Linked DNA regions of Mus musculus: all the other regions are linked to region 2. The links are chromatin contacts, called in public Hi-C and HiChIP or PLAC-seq maps. All regions are on one chromosome and are shown on one strand. Each heading gives the region's core, a stretch centred on a gene start, on an enhancer-like site or on the middle of the called end of the contact. The rest is flanking DNA. Distances are from core to core; before and after follow the strand shown. Region 1 overlaps Gne (glucosamine (UDP-N-acetyl)-2-epimerase/N-acetylmannosamine kinase). Region 2 overlaps Reck (reversion-inducing-cysteine-rich protein with kazal motifs). Region 3 holds the start of Gne (glucosamine (UDP-N-acetyl)-2-epimerase/N-acetylmannosamine kinase).

What was found. A called contact is a pair of places that touch in the nucleus more often than the background predicts. HiChIP or PLAC-seq counts read pairs in DNA pulled down with a chosen protein or histone mark.
Region 1: a BATF HiChIP or PLAC-seq map of CD8 T cells shows a contact between it and region 2, with 8 read pairs. The contact joins two enhancer-like sites. A contact is called at or near these places in 5 of 484 Hi-C or Micro-C datasets (ECoMG-derived neutrophils, the G1E-ER4 cell line, cortical neurons and 2 more), 5 of 115 datasets of contacts at active chromatin or transcription factors (CD8 T cells, T-cell acute lymphoblastic leukemia, embryonic stem cells and 2 more) and 2 of 9 other capture datasets (adipose tissue and embryonic stem cells).
Region 3: a contact with region 2 is called in a Hi-C map of the HPC-7 cell line, with 2.2 times the contacts expected there. The contact joins the promoter of Gne here to the enhancer-like site in region 2. A contact is called at or near these places in 5 of 39 promoter capture datasets (the C10 cell line, embryonic stem cells, hematopoietic stem and progenitor cells and 2 more), 4 of 484 Hi-C or Micro-C datasets (CD8 T cells, DN3 thymocytes, the HPC-7 cell line and 1 more), 7 of 115 datasets of contacts at active chromatin or transcription factors (effector CD8 T cells, embryonic stem cells, large pre-B cells and 2 more) and 2 of 9 other capture datasets (adipose tissue and liver).

The regions. Positions count from the first base shown.
Region 1 is chr4:44,043,327-44,047,131 of GRCm38.p6, forward strand. It overlaps Gne (glucosamine (UDP-N-acetyl)-2-epimerase/N-acetylmannosamine kinase), which reads right to left. Exons shown (of 12, transcript NM_001190414.2): 6 at 2,577-2,664; 7 at 1,433-1,643. Among named protein-coding and RNA genes, the nearest start is that of Gne, 27 kb to the right of the region's middle. Within about 2 kb of position 1,470, at least 28 of the 459 cell types and tissues checked have an H3K27ac peak or open chromatin away from gene starts, as enhancers often do. A contact at or near this core is called in CD8 T cells, memory CD8 T cells and regulatory T cells, where this site is marked.
Region 2 is chr4:43,901,484-43,905,408 of GRCm38.p6, forward strand. All of the region lies in intron 6 of Reck (reversion-inducing-cysteine-rich protein with kazal motifs), which reads left to right. Among named protein-coding and RNA genes, the nearest start is that of Reck, 28 kb to the left of the region's middle. Within about 2 kb of position 2,373, at least 51 of the 459 cell types and tissues checked have an H3K27ac peak or open chromatin away from gene starts, as enhancers often do. A contact at or near this core is called in CD8 T cells, the HPC-7 cell line, Th1 cells and 4 more, where this site is marked.
Region 3 is chr4:44,070,571-44,073,969 of GRCm38.p6, forward strand. Gne (glucosamine (UDP-N-acetyl)-2-epimerase/N-acetylmannosamine kinase) reads right to left here and starts at 2,147. Exons shown (of 12, transcript NM_001190414.2): 1 at 1,792-2,147.

The sequences.
Region 1 (3,805 bases), core at 220-2,719, 140 kb after region 2:
AAAAAAAAAGAAGGAAAAAAAACTCTACAGGAGTGCTTCCCAGCCTTTATTATGCTAGAGAGGTGGCTTAGCATAACTATAGTGTCCCCAGCATCAAACTAAGGAGTCTACCAGTGGTAGACACCTGGAGTCTTACAACACCTGAGTGATATTAATGTTTGACAGATACATTAGTCATTGACGGACATTCACATAAAGGGTCCCAAGATCCTTGTCACAAATTCATTTAAATCATTATCCAGAAAATTTCTGATACATATTAATCATAATATCCAGCCATTTACTGGATCCCCCTAACTCTACAATCCAGTTCATTTCTTCACATGACTCATAAATAATATTGTTTGCTATGTATAATCTCCAATTTTGCTTCCCTTGCTTTATTCCTTACAGGACAGAAGCCACTCTTTATTTCAATTGAAATTTCGCCTCTAAAAAAGGTCACTTATATTTGATATGTAAAAGTCCATTAATACAAAAGACTATGAAGGGACAAGGCTAACAATTCAGAACAACCCAGAGTCCTAAGAATAAGCAAAACCACACTGTTGGTCACTAATAAAAACCCTATGTTAGGAGAATAATTTATTACTTTTTCTTAAAGTATAGGAAGGTTTCTTTTGCTTCTCTTGAGATAGCCATGGTATGTTCCGCTTTGCTTTTCATTAATTGACTTAATATTATTAAATTTCTAATGATTTATGTTTAAATTCTTTGCTATTTCTCAAGGGTTGTTGATATTTTACATGTCTATGATAGTGCAAATAGATTTTCCTGGGAGGTTTGCTTCTCATTAAGTCAGTAAGAGATCACCGTAACACAGTCTGCTGTTTTCATGACGGGGCTCTCAGGCTGCCAGAGCCCGGCCCTTTGTGGTACAAGATCAGGCTATGAAACCATGAACCGGAGACCTGTCTAGCTGACCACTCCCTGGAAGCAGCATGTTTCTTCAGCTGTGGGGATTCCCAGCCAGGTGGGCAAGTGCTCACTGGACTTCACATCAAGGTGTCTTCAACTCAGTCCTGCAGTGGCAAAGCCCTCTCTTAAAGGGGCCTCCCCACTGCCAACTCAAGATTGACTGCTTTGGGTTCCCTAACAGTTTACTTCTTCAAAATGTTTATCTTGTGTTTTTGGTTTTTTTGATACAAGGTCTCACACTGTGGCCCAGGCTGCCCTCAACCTTTCGGGAATCCTGCTGCCTCAGCTTCCTAAGTCCTGGGATTATAGGCATTGGCTACCTCACCAGCTTGAAATGTTACCAATTGGTAGACTGCACGAAATGCACAAGATGCACGTTGTGAGGGGTCTGACAGCACCATGGGCAAATGCCGGCACATGCCAGTGCGCTTCCTCCTTCTGCCTTCCACGCACACATTTTAAGGATCAGCCACTCAGGAGAGATGAAAAGTTGAGTGTCGTGCAGTGAGCTTACCTTCATGCTAACTATTGCCACCCTCAGGTTTGTCCCGCCAAGATCAACAGCCAAGGCACTCAGAGTTTCCAGGATGTGGTCAATGTCTTGAGAGATGTTCTCCTTTACAGGGGGGAAGCAGAATTTCTTCTGTAGTGGCTCTTGAAGGTCAATGGATTTGAGAAACTTTAAAATCCTTGGAACAGCATTCCCATCCCCATATATCTTTGAGCTGCAATATCCAAAGAAGTCAGTTCAGTGGAATGGTTTTGTCACTCAGGCGATACCAAGGTCATTGAAATCGCAGTTTTCAGGGAGAAATAATTTGCTCTTTTAAAATAACCCCTCTGGGCTGGGGAACTACCTAGTGGTATAGCACTTCCCTGGCAGGCCCCAAGTTCAGTCTGTTGCATCACAAAGCAATAAAACAATATCCCCACAATGTGTGTGTGTGTGTGTGTGTTTTAAAATGTGATACATATGATAAGTCACTCCATGAACTTATTTTCTGTCAATTAAAACATAAACTAGAGCTGGCATGGTGACACACACCTTTAATTCCAGCACTTGGGTGGTAGAGGCAGAAGGCCTCTCAGAGTCTGAGGCCAGCCTAGCTTCTTACATAGTAAGTTCTAGGACAGCCAGTGCTGCATAAGAGAGAGACCCTGTCTCAAAACACAAAGATAAAAAGAAAACAAGTCTGCAAATCCTAACAACACAGAGCTAAATCCAGAAACAGCTGGGCCTTTGACAACATTGTAATTTAGTACCTGAATTTGGGGCTTTCTGCCTTGATTTGGGTTTTTGCTATTTTAGAAGTTTTAATCTTTACATTTCTGAGAAATTACCATATTGAAATAAAAAGGAGGGCAGCCAAAATGAAAGGAAATCAGATACATTATTTTCTAGTATGTAGTCAAATTGTACCAGCGAAACCCACTGTAGGGTAGTACTATTGTAATTAGCAGAGTCAAATTGTAAAAGTTCTCCACTGGAACCTGAGCAGAGACCTGGAGCTGGACATCTGTCTTTCCAGCTGCTAGGGTGTGCTAACGAAGAAGGAAAGGTCTGTTAAGATGGTTAAACGGTGATGGACCATAGCTTCAGTTGGTGCCTGGGGCAGTTCCCCCTTTAATTACTCCAAAATGAAAGGCTCTGTACTCACCAAGGGTACTGTTTGCCGAACTGGAGGTGTAGTGCTTGCAATATTTTATCTTGGGTGTCAGCATCCCTGACATGAAGAACATTCTCCCCTAAATAAAAACAGGGACATTACAGTGACTTGTAGTTTGACTGTCCAGAGAAAGACCAACAGCAGAGTGCTGTGTTCACACCAACAGCAGAGTGCTGTGTTCACACCAACAGCAGAGTGCTGTGTTCACACAAACAGCAGAGTGCTGTGTTCACACAAACAGTAGTGTGCCGGATTCGACTCACTCGTAAACCCAGCAGATAACAAAACACTCTTGGTAAGACTGCCCTGCAGCGGACAAGATCTTTATCCTCAAAGAAAACAAACCACAGCTTTGTTCATTTAATGAGATCAGATAGATCAATGTGTGTTTGATTTTGGCTTAGAGACAAGGTCTTACTATGTAGACCTGGCTGGCTTCTAACTTGTGGCTCTCCCATGTTTCTCCCTATGCGCTAAGATCATAGGCTTGTTTTGTTGTTTTGGGGTTTGGGTTTGTTTTGTTTTTTGGAAGTCTTGCTCTACAGCCTAGGTTGGCCTCAAACTTAGGACCTTCCTATCTCAGATTCGTGAGATAACACGCACCACCATGTCCGGTTAGGGTGAGTTAATCCAACACTGGCAAACTGTTCGCCTAGATATCTCCCAAGTCTATTCTCAACTAGCCAGACTAGCCAGTCAGTCAGTCAGTCAGTCAGTCAGTCAGTCAGTCAGTCAGTCGGCAGTCAGGGCTGGCCAGTCAGCTGGAAGGCAGGCACTTTCTCTCTCTCCATCTCTCAGCCATGAGAGAGTAAACATCACAGCCAGGTTTTCAACAGGAGGGGTAGAAGAGGAGTGGCTGGAGAGAAACAAGGGGCCGAAGAAGAGCGTGGTTTTGTTTTCCAAAACAGGAGAGCCTAAGCACGTTCAAATGGTTAAGTTAAGCACACATGGAAGAGAAAGGTTAACTGATGGGCAGGTAGGCCCCGTGAGAGGTAGGAGGGGTAGGGATTTTGAGTGTAGTTAAGAAGCTGAGCAGAAGATATGCAGGAAACACATTTGTCTCTGAGACCCTGGCCCCACTGAGAGCAGATTAGAAGGCAAGGGGACTCGATGGGGCACGTACATGTAGTACATGTATGTAAGTACGCTGACAGGAACTACAAAGACCACGCTGTCAAACCCACCTCCAGGGTGCTGGGACTGCAGGTGTGTGCGACCAG
Region 2 (3,925 bases), core at 1,123-3,622:
CCCAAAGCAAATGACAAGTGAAGTCTAGCCTAGAGATAGGACTGTCTGTGAGCACCTCTAAAGTGAATTGGATAGATTTGGTATAATACAGTCTGTTTAGCTTGCTGGTTCTCTGTTCACATCAAAGTCTTACAAACTGGGCATTTAATATCTTTTTTCTTTGCCTTAAGGTGGCCATTCCTTTAAGTGTGTGGTTTCAGTGTTGTATTTACCCTGAAGGACAGATCTTACGTTATTTGAGTAGAGATTCAGAGACTGAGCGATTACATTCAGAAGAGCTTATTATCTTTAGTGAAAAACTGGCCCTGGCTCCTTTAAGGGGATTTCCTAGGAAGCTTATTTAAATAAGAGTACCTTGGTCTCTTCACATCAATGGAAGCCCTAACTAAGACACCTACTGACCTGACATACTTTTACTATTGTCCTGTGCTTGAAAGTATTATATAGGACCTCATCTTCTGGCATTAGGACACACTTACTACCTTGTTCTGTGTTATAGATATAAACAGTTTAAAATGCTAGCTTGATCTGCTGGAAAGAAGCAATGGAATACACAAGCCAAAAATTCAGCAGGGACTGAACACGCAGAAGGTGTAAGCTTTGAGGACATTGAATTTACTGAGCCAGGTTTCATAGCTATATAGACTCTCATACTTGGAGGTCAAGGAAGAGATTTTTGGTTCCAACAGAAGATGGAAAACCCAATTGTGATCTTTCCTCAAAGAGGCTGCACTTGAAATACGGGGGACAAAACTGTGACCGTCTCCTTTTGTAGAGGAACACGCTGCCTCTCAAACCTAACGTCCCTCTTGAAAACTGGTGTTACTAGTTAAGTCACTCACACGAAGTAGGTGCTTAGAAAATCCCAAGCTGAGACTGTATCTAAAATCATTTTAAAATGGTAGTCCTTTCTTAGATGCCGAAGACAAATAACACAGATTCTCTCTGGAAGAAGGGAATTTTATTCCAGACTTAAAGCTCCCACAGATAAAATTCTAAGGAAAGTAAGCAACTCACAGTTAAAAAAAAATCACAAACCTTACTAGAGAACAAGGCCATGAGACAAGAGCCAGCAGGAACAGTGGGGAACAGAATAAACCTCAGGTGCCTGCTATAGAGATTCACATGTAGGAACAGTAGTGAACAGCATAGGCCCAGGCGCCTGCGCTATAGAGACTCTCACATGCAGACCATAAGATATTTAATATGGGTAAGAAACAAGATCCTGAAAATACACAGAGCAAGTATAGTTGGAAAGAATTTCATAAAATAAAAATTTAATTGAAGAAATAAAAACATAGCGGAAGCTGGGGTAGTGTTTCTGTCCTGTGAGTCCAGATAGACTCAGGAGGATTATGTTCAGGTTCATACTCAAGTGAGTTCAAGTCAGCCCAGGCTGCAAGAGATTGTATCTACAGCCGGGCGGTGGTGGCACACGCCTTTAATCCCAGCACTCGGGAGGCAGAGGCAGGCGGATTTCTGAATTCGAGGCCAGCCTGGTCTACAGAGTGAGTTCCAGGACAGCCAGGACTACACAGAGAAACCCTGTCTCGAAAAAACAAAACAAAAAACAACCAAAGAGATTGTATCTACATATTATAGCATCATTGTCATCAACCTCATCACTTACATTAAAAAGAATTTTAAAAAAAACTTTCTTTCAAAAATGACCAATAGCTGATTTCTCAGAAGTAACAAAAGAAGGCAGAAGACATTATTTACATGGTTCTTAAAGAAAATAGCTGTTAATCTAGAATTTTGTATCCAAAAGGATTTCAGGAAATAATGCATCATTAAGATGGTTGGAGAGGAGAGTGGGATTAAGTGAGAGAGTAGGGGGCAAGTGAGAACAAAATATAATGATCCGTGTGTGTGCACGTGCATGTGTGACACTGTCGCGGTGAAACCTATTACTTTTATGTAAACTAAAAATGTGCTGGGACTGGGAGGCCGCTCTGTGACTAACCTGATTAAAACTCAGCAAACTGAGAAACTGTTTTCTGTGAGATATGAGACATAACCTATAGTGGTCTTTCAAACCATCTTTGTCAACAACTTATCTGTGAACCTTTTCTTTTGGATACCAGTTTGGTAATTTTTAGAATTTCAGATTATTGTTATTTTTTCCTTGACTGTCAGAGGAGACATTGATAAATTCTGTGAGGGATGTGAAGGTAGCAAAATGTCCAGAGACCTGGTGATGGTGATAAAATTATGAGTTTAAATTTTAGTTCAGGACATTAAGGTAGCACACAAATTTACAAATCCTAATGTGGCCTTCCCATTTGCTGCTCAAGCCACTGAAGTGAGCGCTTCAGCTGCCCGCAGACCTCCATGCTCCTGTCTGCCTCTTCCTCTCCTCACTGCTGCTCTGGGCTTTCCAGACAGGCCACACACAGAACGGTCGTTTCCTGTGTCTTACTTCCTTTCCTCAGTGTAGTTCTTTGACGGTTTTCTTTAAAGAAGGCGACAAACAGTAAAGAAAACCCAGGGTGAGATCTCATCTCTCAGATTGGCCTTTTTTTTAAGGTTTAAGAAGCTGAAGAGTAGGCTCGGTGGTTCAGACCACTTGCTGCTTTTACAAAGGACCTAGATTCAATTCCTAGCACCACATGGCTGCCCACGACCATCTGTAACTCTAACCCTACAGGACCCAACACCCTCTGTTGCCACTAAGTCGTGAGGCATGCATGCGATGGATGCTAATATAACTAGATTGTTCTGCTGATGACCACTGGGTCTGTGAGAATGCTAAGATAAAGGCAGCACAGAGGCCCTAGACCACAGAGCCTAAGGCGAGTTCCACCTTACAGCTGTCTGCACCACTGCCAGCACATGGCTACGTGTGACAAGTGCAGGTTTGTGTAAAACTGTATTTTTTTATTATTCATGTGGTTCACAGTTGAGAATAGCATGTAATCAAGTCTTTCCCATGTCATCTTCTACAGCCATCTATTTCCTGCGGTTCCCAGAAATGTTTTTTGTATAGAAAGGAAATGTGTATGTAGTCCTCACCCACTCTTACCACCTTTAGCGTGCACTTCACTCTGCCCTGGACGCCAGTGTTGAGTATGTGTTTGTTTATGCCTGCTGGGGTTGTGCCAGGTCCGCAGCGAGTATTCAGTAAATGTATGCTGAAAGATGTGTTTGCATCAAATTAACCGTGGTTCTAGAGTTACTTTGTGTTAGAAGCATAAAAGAAGGGAGGTGGGGAACAGTCTAAGGGACCAGAAAAAGCAGAACCAGCCATGTCACTGGCAGCTGGAGGTCCCCTAAGCTGTAGTGTAATGTCAGTCTGCTGCAGTGGTTCTGGTGGGACAGCTAACAGCATAGGCTTTGGACAGCTGTGCTGTCCTCACACAGCTTTTGGCTATTTTAATAAAAGTACACAGGTTGGAGATGTGGCTTAGAAGCCCTTGGCTCGATCCCTAGTGGGTACACACTTGCTCTTACACATACACAAAGTGTAAGAGTCTAAATATAAAGTATGTATCAGTTCACACTGAGGAAGTGCCAAGAGTTGTTGGAGTAAATAGCAGAGTGTGATGGGAAACTTAAGGAATGGTGACCCTCCACAGAGGTGTATATATCAGATCTGGCCGTTACCTGCAGCTGATGAGCTCCAAAAAGAGCGAAACCTGTTGGGTCCTGCAGTACTGGCTTACCATAGTAAGACTTGCTGGGGTGCACTGCTCTGTTGTTTAGCATTGTCCTAGGAGAAACTCCTGTTTGATGTCCTTGTTCCTGGTTCTTTTCTTTTCTCGTCCATACCTTAGCTGTGTAAGAGTATGCCTACGGTCTTGGTCGTATCAGACTAGCCGAGATCTTGTCTCGTCTTAAATGGCCTTTCTCTGGGTGGCTTATTTTCTCATGCTTTGTTGTTTGTTTTTGTCGTACCAGGAGTAGAGGCCAGGGTATCATGCTC
Region 3 (3,399 bases), core at 897-3,396, 170 kb after region 2:
TAAAGACACATTTTATGGTGCAGATAGTGAGCAGCATCTTCACGGTCACTATCAGATGCGGAATGTGACAAAGTGGACTTAAACCATTTGAAGGAAATTTAGGTTTCATAAAGCACAAGGCAAAGCAAGATAAAACTTGCTTCTTTACCTAGTGGAATGTTAACCAAAAATGAAAATTGATCAACTGTATCTATATTTGCCAGTGGATACTGTGTATCCCCATACAAAAGTCTGAGGTCCCAAACATTGCAAAATGCAAACGAATAACACGGGAGCCAGTGAAATGGCTGGCTGCATGGGTAAAAGCGGAGGCCAGAGGGCAAGTTCCAGCATCAGGCCACTGGAGAGTCAGGAATGGGGTTCAGACAGACAAGGAGCACAGGGGCACGCTTCTGTAAGATCTGGTATGAGTGACAGGAACACAACAGCAAACACCCAAACAAACAAAAACAAGCAGAAAGGAAAGGCCACCCTTGGGCCGGAGGACCAGACAATTAGGGAAATGGGGTCTTATAAAATGCCCAACCCAGAGTCCACCTGCCAGAACTTCCAAGTCCGGGGGCCCATCCCATCCCACCAGGAGCTGTCAGCTTGCTTCAATAGAGCTTTTTACTTCACTTTCTCTGCCTTTGAGTCATCTATCAATTCTATGCCTGTCTCACACACAGAACAACCTCACCAGCTCTCCCCTACGTTTCTTTCACCTTGTTGGAGACAGGCTCTCTAAAAACAAAAACAAAAACAAACAAAACAAAACAAAAACAAAAAACAAAAAAACCCAAGGCTTCCGGATTGCTGTTATTACAGCTGCTCGAATTATAGGACCGGTTTTACTGGGTTTGGAGCACCCAAACTCAAGTCAAGTTTGAAGCGTTACACCAGCAGCAGCAGCAGCAGCAGCAGCAGCAATCTCCCTGGCTCCGAGAAATGGCAATGCTCACAAACTACATTCAACTCAATTGTGCTTTTATAAATGCTGCAAAAGGATAAGTGAATGTCCCAACCACGAGAAAGTATAAGCACACTTGTGCAAGCAGTCACCAGCAGAGAAACAACAGTAAAGTAAACGTTTGCTAAGTGCTTCCTCCAGCAGTGGGCTAACACGGCGTTAGACACGTTATTCCATCCTCATTTTCTCTACTATACAGACAGGGACACTGAGGTGTAGAAAAAAAAATCCACTTGATCTAAATCACAGTTAGTTAATGACTGATAGAACTTCAATTCAAAGCCAAGTCTAGATGACCTTCCTACACGCAGGTCACTGCCGCACACACCCTCTACCTTGTGTGTATATTCCACAAACATCCACGGGTGCAAACCTTTCCGGAGAACTTGAGACACTCCTTTCTTTCACTCAGAGCGGATGGAACTCACCGCAATAAAAAGGGAAGGGCTGTACAGAGTTCTCAGAACCCTGCTGCCCAGCTATAATAATTCAGTTTGATGTTCCTTCCAGAGCCCCTACAGTCGGGCTAAACCATTATCTTTACTGTGAAACCATTCCCCGCCGCCACACCCCTCCTATCGAGGTGCAAAGCCGATCTATTCTTTCCTCTAACAATTTTACAAGCCTGTTCAAGGACGGATATAAACGTCTATCAAATTTCCAAGGACACCGAGTGTCCAGACAGTCAGAGTTGGGCAAGCCTCCAAGAAGTCCCTCGGTGCAAACCCTCTCCCCACCTAGGCAGTGCTGGGCCCCCGCAGCTATCTCACGTCTCTGCCCAGGGACCCAGGGCCGTGCCGCCTGCTGCGTGCACGGATGGGCTGGACCCTGGCCAGGCCTACCTCTGCAAGCCCCGGTCCCCATTCACCCGCACGCTGAGTCTGACAGCTCCGGGATCCCACGCCGGAGCAACGCACCGGGCGGGAGAGGCGCCCTGCTGCGTAGAACCCGGACGCCCAGCGCGAGGCCCACAGCTGCAGCAGAGGTGCCGGAGCCTGGCACGATGCTCGTGAGTCACCGACTGACTCGTGGCCTCCGCCGGGTTAGTTCCCTCCGGCGCCACCTCGGCACTTGGCAGGCTCGCGTCCAGCGGGTCCACAGGGCAGGCCCCGGCAAGCGCACCCGGTGGCTTCCGCTACCCGGCGCCGCTCGACGACTCGGCGCTCGACCCAGCCCCAGCCATTGCTCCTGCATTCGCAACGCACACCCCGGCTCCCGCGGAGCGCCGAACGGTCGATCGCTCCGGCTCCGCCTGCACCGGGTCCCAGCCCCTCCTTGGCGTATTTCTGTTGGTCAGTCGTGTGGCGCACCTTCCGCTGTCGTGTCGCCTCTGGTAGTGGCATCCACTCGGTTTGCTGACCCTTATTCTCGCCTGAGGGTGTTCTCTCCTCTGGCAGAGCCCACAGTTAAGCCCGAGTTCTCCCACGAGATGGTTGTTTTAGCTTTGCACCCAAGCTGAGTGCCATCTCGTGGACCAAACTCCAAGGCAACTCAGTGTCGGTAGTCCTAGAGTGCACCCTGGAATTTAAGCTTTGCCACCCCTGCCACGAGGCTCTGGCTGAGTGCAGCGTGACAATACACATGCTAGTCAGCTCTGAGTTATCTGTCACTCCAGGGATCTAGGCAATTCTATTACCAAATTTGGGCCTCACAGTTTTTCCCCTTGAAGCCAAATTCTGTCACCTGTTCTCCATAAGTTAATGAGAACAGAGTTACTAGTAAAAAAAAAAAAAAAAAGCAAAAAAACGGAGGTTAATTCAATGTGGCCATGTTGGGAAGAGGGACAAAGATATCCAAAGACATATCCCCTGGATCCATTTTGGGACCTCAGATTTTAGGTTAAAATATATAGAGTTCGAGATGTGCACATCTAAGAGGTCCAGGGCAAGCTGTAGCCCACCTGTCACTGTCTGGACTCTAACTTCCCCAGCAAAGTGGCAGTCACAAATTGTCAGTCCCGTGTGAAGTCTCTTTTCAGCACCAGCATTCGGTCTTTTCCTTCTCTGAGTATGAGATTCTTGGGGAAAATTTCAGGGTTTTTTGAGGCCATAGTTTCAATAGTCTGATAGATTGAGGTACACAGACATCTCAAGAATATCTGCTAGACTAATTGCAGATCCAAGACCCAGGAAGGTGGGGAGCGGCCTGTGCTGCTAGCTCCTGATGAAGGTTGGTTTTGTTTTGTTTTTAAGATTTTATTTTAGCTTATTTTTATCATGTATATGGGGTAGGGGGGTGGGGCAGAGGATGTGTACACATTAGAGTGCACATGTCAAAGTCCAGAAGAGGGTAACAGATACCCTGGAGCTGAAGTTAGAGATCGTGGTGAACCTCCTGACATGGGTGACATTTCCCACAGCTAGGTGCAAGAGAATGAGAAGCTAGACAGTATTCTGAACAGCACAGCTGCACCTGTGTCTCAAACAACAACAAAAAGTCACAAGTGAAAC